Regions from separate parts of the Macaca mulatta genome. Here region 1 is linked to region 2. Evidence: chromatin contacts called from public Hi-C data. All regions are on one chromosome and are shown on one strand. Each heading gives the region's core, a stretch centred on a gene start, on an enhancer-like site or on the middle of the called end of the contact. The rest is flanking DNA. Distances are from core to core; before and after follow the strand shown. Region 1 holds the start of NANP (N-acetylneuraminic acid phosphatase). Region 2 holds the start of ZNF337 (zinc finger protein 337).

What was found. Hi-C and Micro-C count contacts between places; a contact is called where the count stands out from the background.
Region 1: a Hi-C map of cortical neurons shows a contact between it and region 2, with 4 times the contacts expected there. The contact joins the promoter of NANP here to the promoter of ZNF337 in region 2. A contact is called at or near these places in 3 of 14 Hi-C or Micro-C datasets (cortical neurons, fetal cortex germinal zone and fetal cortical plate).

What each region holds. Positions count from the first base shown.
Region 1 is chr10:58,501,749-58,506,289 of T2T-MMU8v2.0, forward strand. It overlaps NANP (N-acetylneuraminic acid phosphatase), which reads left to right and starts at 2,459. Exons shown (of 2, transcript NM_001266157.1): 1 at 2,459-2,583. The coding sequence starts at 2,494. It overlaps LOC114670419, which reads right to left. Exons shown (of 4, transcript XR_013399698.1): 1 at 2,652-4,541.
Region 2 is chr10:58,440,535-58,445,065 of T2T-MMU8v2.0, forward strand. ZNF337 (zinc finger protein 337) reads left to right here and starts at 2,121. Exons shown (of 3, transcript XM_077951044.1): 1 at 2,121-2,248.

The DNA of each region.
Region 1 (4,541 bases), core at 1,209-3,708, 62 kb after region 2:
GGAACCATGGGCTTTGTACTCCATTATTGACCACACTAGTTTTTAATTCCTTCAAAAACTTAAATTCTTGTGGAGTGTGTTTATGAATAACCTACTGTGGATTATTTGGATCAGGCCTTACCGAAAGAGGAAAAGCGCAAGATCCTAAGGGCTCTCCAGCTATGACAGCAGAGTGTAAAATTCTTTGTATTGGGATTTTTTTTCTACCACCGAAGGAGGCGGTACAGATGTTTCTGCAATTGGAGGAGGCAGTATAGACCAATTTTTATCCTCCCTCTCCTGTTTTTTATTTTCAATAGGTGCTGCGGGTGGGACAACAGATTCAGATTTTTATGAACAGCAACAGAATAGGGTGCTCTACACAAAGTTGGATAGGTCATGGAATGCCATTAGACAACTTGCCACAAAAAGAAATCTGTCAAACAATTCATCCCCTTAAAAGGATTATACAGACTGCTATGTCTCATCTAACCTTAGATTTGTGCCTAAATCAACAAACTCTGCATGCCAGTCAGAAAAAAAAAAAAAAAAAAAAAAAAAAAAACCTGCTCCAATCCTAACAGCTTCGTGTGCCTATGGTTTTATGTTAAATTGATTCTGACATTTCAGGCAATTAAAAGTCTAACTCCAATTAATGCATTCATAATTTTGGCTGATTGCTAATCTAAATGTCCACAATTGATAGGCTAGCCCTATACATCAACGAGGTAAGCACAGAAAGGAGTCATGGTTTTGAAGAATGCATATGGGTTTATTCTTCACCCCAGCAATGAGATGTCAACTGTGATTGTGCTCCATAAAATACAGAAACTGTAGGTAGTCTAATACTGCAGAAGAAATTCCTATTAATATAAAGATAAACCAATTAATCTAACCTACTGAACATCAGTGATCTGTTAAGGAGTTCCACCAGCGAGGCGAGAGAGTGGCAATTTTTTTCTCTAAAGAGCTAAATAATGAATACTTTAGGATTTCCAGCCATGTGATCTCACTTGCAATTACTCTGCTTCCGTATGGCAAAAGCAGCTGCAGACGATACAGAAATGAATGAGTGTGCTGTGTTCTAATGCAACTATGGGCACTAAAATTTACTGATTTTTGTGTGCAACAAAATACTGTTATTTTGATTTTTTTTATCCATTTTTAAAATCCATTTACAAATGTAAAAAATCACCCTTAGCCAGGCTCGGTGGCTCACGCCTGTAATCCCAGCTCTTTGGAAGGCCAAGACTGGTGGATTACAAGGTCAGGAGTTCGAGACTAGCCTGGTCAACATGGTGAAACTCCGTCTCCACTAAAAATACAAAAATTAGCCGGGGGTGGTGACATGCGCCGGTAATCCCAGCTACTCAAGAGGCTGAAACAGGAGAATTGCTTGAACCCGGGAAGCAGAGGTTGCAGTGAGCGGAGATCACGCTACTGCACTCCAGCCTGGGTGACAGAGCAAGACTCCATCTCGAAAATAAAAATAAATTTAAAAATAAACCACTTAGCTAACTGGCTAAACAAAATCAGGTAATTGGCCTGTAGCTCTGTAATACCTGACAGTCAATTTCTGGTCATTAAAGATGACCACATATCCAAATTACAGTAAAGTTACCCAAGAGAGACAAAGATTAGAGATTAGGGTCACGATCCCCGTTCTGCCAGCATTAGGAGGCAAGAGCTGCTACAGCCCTTCCGCGGGTTTAACAAGCGGTCGACGCCCCTCAACCTCTTGCTGAGCCTGAAAACAACCGAGTAAAAGGCATCCAAAAACCTGAGAACTCAAGGTTTCAGGAAAGCAATCAGGAAGGGCAAAACATGGGGCAGCCACCACACAGTCCCTTCGTCTTCGGGCACAGGTACTCAACGGGTTGTAAGAGACCCAAGTCACATCTTTCTTTCAAAAACAGGCTGGCGCGGGCCCAAGCTGACAGGGATTCCACCCCGGTGAAGGCCGCAAACGGCGCGAGGTGGGAAGGCGCAGGCTCCACCTTCTGCCATCCCCGGATCGCCGACAGTGACCTGCACGCACAGCCAGGCTAGGACCGCGGGCGCTCACGGCCGACACCGGGCCCGCAGACGACTCCGCGCCGCCCGTCCGGCCACCCGGAGAGCCCGCTGCCCAGCGCCTGGCAGCGCAGACAACCTCCCTAGAGGCAGCGATGACGGTCCCTCGCGCCGGACGGCCCAGGGAGGTAAGCAAGAAGCAGAAAGACACCAGGAAGAGGACCACGCTTCGGACCAACCCCAGCCACAGCCACTGAGAAGTCGCGCCACGCCGCCGCGCCCACGCACGCTTCCAGCACTCTTGAGAGACCGGACCCCGGGAATCTCGCGGGATCTCACTTTTCTCGGCGGCGCAGGGAATGAACCGATCGCGGGAATTCCCCCGCCGCCTGGAGAGGGTCTGGTGACCTCGCGGCTCCTCCCACGTTTCGCGGGGCAGCCCGCCTTGCGCATGTGCAGGCGGCGGCGGCGAGGCTACGGGTCGCGCGAGCGGCCGGCGCTATGGGGCTGAGCCGTGTGCGGGCCGTTTTCTTTGACTTGGATAACACTCTCATCGACACTGCCGGGGCGAGCAGGAGAGGCATGTTGGAGGTAACGTCCCCTCCAGTGGCGCTCCTCTGGGCGGGGTCAGTGCGCCCCGCAGCGTCCTGCGCGCTCACCTCCCCGTGACCCCACTTCCACCCTGGCGCCTTGGGCCGCTCTTGCTGGTTGAGACCTCGGGAGCGTCCGGGTGCGGAGGTGGCTGGAGGTGCGCGGGCCCTGCGGGTCTGCTTTCCCTGACCTGGCCACCGCTCGCCACCCAACCTCGAGCCCCGGGGCGGCCGCTGGCGGGTGCCTCGGCGCTCGGGACGCGGAAGGGCTCCGTGACGGCTGCCACGGTGGCGGAGGTGCCCGTGGGCGTGGGAAGCGACAGCAAAGCCGCGAGACCAGGCGCTGGGCCCGCCCCCAGTCAGGGTGTCGGTGTGGGGGGTGCCGGGAGGAGACTTGGTAGACTTAGCCCCAGTGTTGCCCCAAGAAGGGACACGGCTGTCAGTACCGAGCCTGGACATAAGCCCTGCTTTAGAGAATTGTCCCCACAGAACTCCTTCTGGCCTCCGTGGCGGGGTGGTGGTCCCCGTGGCTTTCTGAGGTGACACAGCAAAAGCCCGTGCTGCGAGGGCATGCCTTTCCCGAGGCGCTGCTTCGCGGCACCGCTCCTCTACACGCGCGGAGGCAGTTTCAGACCTTCCCGTGTTCCAGCCCGAGTCCACCCCGGCTTCTCTTTCTCTTTCTTCAGCTTCAAGGGGAAAGCAAAGGATTTATCAGATGTGGAAAACCCACTTTCAAAAGCTAATTCGTCCAAACCTGAGCTCCCCGTCCTCTTCATGCTTCATCAGTTTTTGTGTCCCTGGTTCTTCCACTACCTCATCCGTTTTCTTTTTAGCTGCATTCCACTCCTGCCGTATATTCATGTTTACCCTATAGTTTTAAAAAAGCTGTAAAAAGGATGCCTCCCTTTGGGCTGTTCTTCCTGCTCTAGATGTTACCTGTCTCTCTTGACAACCATGTTTTCCCGGAGAAATCCATACCCGTTATCTCCTTATCTCTACCTCCTATTTATTACTAAATCCATGGTAATGTTGCTTTATCTTCACCACTAGACTGAATAGACTTGGTGGGTCACTAGGCAATCCCAAATTGCCAGAATCCGTGGACATTTTTGAAGTCTGTCTTCATGACTTTACTGAGGCATTCCCCACTTTTAACTGTCCCTTCTATATAACGTTGGCCTCCACCTCCGGGGTACCACCCTGTGCCATATTGCCTCCAGTATCTCTGGCTGCGGACGTTGCATATTTACCTGTGTGTTATTAGTAAGCTGAGCCCTGTGCATTCCAATTAAATTACTGCTTTAGGCCAATTCTTGCTGTAGTTCCAGAGTTTGGGCTTTAAAAATCAGACATTTGAATATGAATCACAGCTCTCCGAAAACCTAGCTGAAAGTGCCTCAAGGAATTAACCAGTCGGAGCCTTATATCTTCATAAAATGTGAATTATATTAGTCCTCAATAACCCTGTAATGCTTGGGAAGCCCATGGGTGCAGTGTCCACTCAGCGAATTACAGCACCTTCCACCCTCGTATGCTGCCTGTCCACCACTGCACATTCCCCGTGCATGTCTCAGTTACAGCTGAACTCATCTCTCACCTAGACTGTTGCTGTGGGCTTGTCTCCAGGTTTACCACATCCAGTGTGTCCTCCACATTCTTGCCACAGCAATATTTTTAAAACAAAGACTAAATCGTATGTCTCCCTGGTCTTTACACCCTCACTTATACTAGTGCTCTATTTTGTTCAGATATTTCTTAATGCATCTGTCAAAGGATATTACAATTAATTTTGAAAGTCAGGTGCCTACAACTAAATAGTGAGCTTGGGAGGGAACAAACTGTCTTAATTCTCCTCGTTTGACACATGGCAAATGTTGAATAAATGCTGGATGGATGGATACAAATTTTTACTTCGAGACATGGTTCTATTACTGCCTCCTTTGTAATTAGCCTGTAATA
Region 2 (4,531 bases), core at 871-3,370:
GTAAACCCCTAACCACATATAAAAATCAAATCAAAATGCATTAAAGGTAAATCTAAGACCTGAAACTATAAAACTACTAGAAGAAAACATTGGGGAAACACTCCAGGACATTGGGGTGGACAAAGGTTTCTTGGTAAGACTGCAAAAGCACAAGCACCCAAAGCAAAAGTGGACAAATGAGACCACATCAAACTAAAAATCTTCTGCACAGCAAAGGAAACAATCAACAAAGTGAAGTGACAATCCACAGAATGGGAGAAAATATTTGCAAACTATCCATCTGAAAAGAAAGTAATTGCCAGAATATATAAGGAGCTAAAACAATTCAATAGGAAAAAGACAAATAACCTGGTATTTTAAATGGGCAAAAGATCTGAACAGATCTCTCTCAAAATAAGACATACGAACAGCCAAGTGTATGAAAAAAATGCTCAATATCACTAATCAGCAGAGAAATGTACATCAAAACCGCAATGAGATATCATGTCACCCCAGTCAAGATGGCTTTTATTCAAGAGACAGGCAATAATTAATACTGGTGAGGGTGTGGATAAAGGGGAACCAGCATGCACTGTTGTTAGGAATGTAAATTAGTATTACCACTATGGAGAGCAGTATGGAGGTTCCTCAAAAGAATTAACAAATATATACGATCCCGCAATCCCACTGCTATCCCACTGCTGAGTATATATCCAAAAGAAAGGAAATCAGTATTTCAAGAATATATCTGCACTCTCATGTTTACTACAGCACTATTCAAAATAGTAAAGATATAGAATCAAAGTGTCTATCAACAGATGAATGGAAAAGGAAAGTGTGGTACAAAAACACAATGGGATATTAGCCAGTCATTAAAAGAATGAAATTCTGTCATTTTCAATAGCATGTATGAAAATGGAGGACATTATGTTAAGTGAAATAAGGCACAGCATGACAAATATCACATGTGCTCACTCACTTGTGGGAGCTAAAAACATGAACTCATGGAGACGGAAAGTAGAATGAGATGGTTAATAAAGGTTGGGAAGGATGGTGGGTAGAGGGGATAAATAGGGACTCGTTAATGGGTACAAAAATACAGTTAGAATGAATAAGTTCTAGTAGTTGGTAGCACTATACAGTGACTATAGTTAAGAACAATTTTATTATATATTTAAAAATAAAAGAGAGAACTGGAAAGTTCCTAAAACAAAGAAATGCTAAATGCTTGAGGGGATGGATACCCCAATCACCCTAATTTGACCATTAAACACTGTATGCCTGTATCAAAATATAACATGTAACCTATAAATATGTACAACTAATATTTATCCTGAATAATTAAAAATTTAAAAACCAAAAGAGAAAAAGCAAACAGAAAGTATACCTAGTAAAGGCCTGAAATATAAAGTCTAGGTGGTTTGGCAAGCCACAAAAGATATCGGCATATTATACACACCACATAATGAAAGAATTGTGGCACTGATGCATAATTAGATATATGGGGGAAAATTAGAAATTGAAATGCAAATGTAAATTGTGAGTATACTCAGTGATGTAGCTGAAACCTTAAATTATGTGGTAAAAGACTATATTTTTAATAAATTTAATGGGAAAATAAAATACTGGAAAATTTTAAAAATAAGTATATATTCACAGTGTATACCTGGAGAAAAACCATTGAGAGATCTAAATGCGAATGATAAAACCACAAAATCCGTAGGAAAATCTCTCAGAGATCAAAAGGACTACATAGCAAAAAAAAAAAAAAAGAAAAAAGAAAAGAAAAAAAGATATAACCATAATCAAAAGACAGTGGGAAAATTATTTACCTATATCATAGAAATGGACAAATATTCTTATTGTATGTACAGGGCTACATAAATAAAAGAAATCGCCGGTTCTGAAAGGATCCCTCCGCGTCCAAAAGACCACAGGGTCGCGGCGCCTGTCAGGGGAGTCCTTCCAAGGATTCCGGGTCGCGCAGTCCCCTGTGGACGGCTTTGACCAACATTCTGGGGCGTGTACCTGGACGACTCGCCGAGGACTCTGGGGAGCGTAGTCCACTGTGGGGATGCGAAGCGGAGGGTCGCAGAGCCACGGGTCGCGCCGAGGATTCTGGGTAGCGTAGTCCCGGCCGCGCAGAGGCTTCTGCGTAGCGCAGCCCGGGCGGCGCCGAGCGGTCCAGATCCCTGGGCGTCACCGAGCCGTGAGGTGGGTAGTCCACCGTCGGTGACCTCACCTCCTCGGTTCGCCGTCAGCCGCCTTGGTGAGTCGCGCTCCTGCGGGTCCCTCTCTCCAGCGCGCCCTTCCTGCGCAGGAAGAAGGGCCGGGAAGGCCTGGGACGCCAGGGCGCTGCTGGGGCCGTAGCGCGCCCTCCCTCAGGCCCGGCGTCTCCATGTTCTGGGGAGGGGCGGAGACCCAGGCCGCGCCTTGGAGTGGGCTGTGGTGCTGCGGCTCGCCGAGCGCCTCGGGTCTGGGCCGCTACTCCGTCTCCGTCCCCGGTTGCGTGTAGTGGCGGTTAGGCAGCCAGGATTTCACAGGGGCGCCGAGCAACCCAGGTCTCCGTGTGCCAGGGTCGCCGCTCCTCGAGTGGGGACGGGCCAGCGGCCTAGGTAGCTGCCACGGGGGTCGTTTGGCTGGAGGTGGTGGGGGACTCGGCCACAGACTGGGTCCACCAGTTGGGTGGGGGTTACAGCCCAGAGACTGATGGACTAGGTCCGACTCGGGTTCCCTCCGACTCTTGATGCTCCAGACTTTGTTGTGGGAGGCGGGACCGGGGAGGACTTCGCCCGCGTGTTTTGGGGAAGGGTCGCTGCTTTGGGTTGGGGGCAGCCCGCCTTGGGACTATCTTCCTTGGGTGGGAGGGTAGGCCGGGACCAGATGTCCTGGCACGGGCACTTCTAGACGTGTGTGGGGGGCTCTGCGTGGGGCAGCGTCCGCGGGAGGTGAGGTAGCTGTGGGGACCCAGGTGGCCTCTTCCCTGGAGCCCTGCTAATGATGGCAAAATATATTTAAAGAGGTTTATTCTGAGTCAGTGTGAGTGACTGTGGCCCAGGTTATTCAGTCTCAAGAGGTCCTGAGAAAGTGTCCGAGGTGGTCGGCTTGCAGGTTAATTTTATACAATCCAGGGAGACAGGAATTTCAGGTAAAATCATAAATCAGGCTGAGCACTGTGGGAGGTCAGGAGTTCCAGAGCAGCCTGGGCGGCACAGCGAGACACCCTGTCTCTACGTGAAATTAGAAAAATAAAAAATTAGCAGAGCGTGGTGTCCCATGCCTGTGGTCTCAGCTACTTCGGTGGCCCAGTCAGTTGAGTCCGGGAGGTGGAGGCTGTAACGAGCTATGTTGGCTGCACTGCATGCCAGCCTGGGCAACACAGCGAGATCCTGCCTCAGAAAATCATAAATCAATATGAGAAAGATACACGTGGGTTCCTCCCAAAAATCCAGTATCTCCAAACGGGTTTACACCTCATGGGGGCACTTAGGTATTCTTTAGTGGACAATTGGTTGAGAGACTTAAGCTGTTGCCTAAAGACTGGAATCAGAAGTATGCCAGAGTTAAGGGGATTGCATAGATCAAAGTTCTTGTTATGTAGATGAAGCCTCTTAGTTGGCAGCCCACAGAATAGATGGTAAATGTATGTTTTCAGTTATTTTTGTTTCTTTCTTTGTTTTTGTTTTTTTGAGAGAGAGTCTTGCTCTGTCGCCCAGGCTAGAGTGCAGTGGCGTGATCTCAGCTCACTGCCACTACCACCTCCCCGGTTTGAGCAGTTCTCCTGCCTCAGCCTCCTGAGTAGCTGGGACTACAGGTGCCCACCACCACGCCTGGCTGATTTTTGTATTTTTAGTAGAGATGGGGTTTCACCATGTTGCTCAGGCTGGTCTTGACCTCGTGACCTCAGGTGATCCACCTGCCTCGGCCTCCCAGAGTGCTGGGATTGCAGGTGTGAGCCACCATGCGTCAAACTGGCTGTCTCTTCCAGACCTAGGAAAGGCTTAGAACGAAGGAGATCTGGCTACATTAGTGGAGATTTGCTACAGATGCAAATTTTCCCACTAAAGGCAGCTTTGCGGGGCTATCCATTTCAGTATGTTGCGCCTGTGGCAGCCACTTCAAAACTTGTCAAAGAAGTATATTTTGGGCTAAAATAACTTCCTTCAGCATCTGCTGTCATGTGATGCTGTACCAGAGTCAGGTTGGAAAGTGAGCCACATTATATAAGAGTAATAAAACTCGTCTGATTAGATGTTATGGTTTCTAGGGCAGGACTCCCCAAGCCCCATATATACGCATTTGGGCAAGGGAAAAAAGGTGAGTTTCATCCTCACCAGGTTGGTAGGGCTTCCTTGGTTATTGGAGTGGGAGTAACAGCAACCATTGGGCCCAGCAGTTTTTTTAAATGCCTCTGGGGCTGTGGACTGGCCAAATAACTGATTTTAATCATTTCATTATGGAAAAATTGTAAGCAGAACCCCAAGGTAGAGAGACCCATCAGTCAAGATATACCTCATGACCTTGCAAGCTAATCTAGCTTGACCCAGATCCC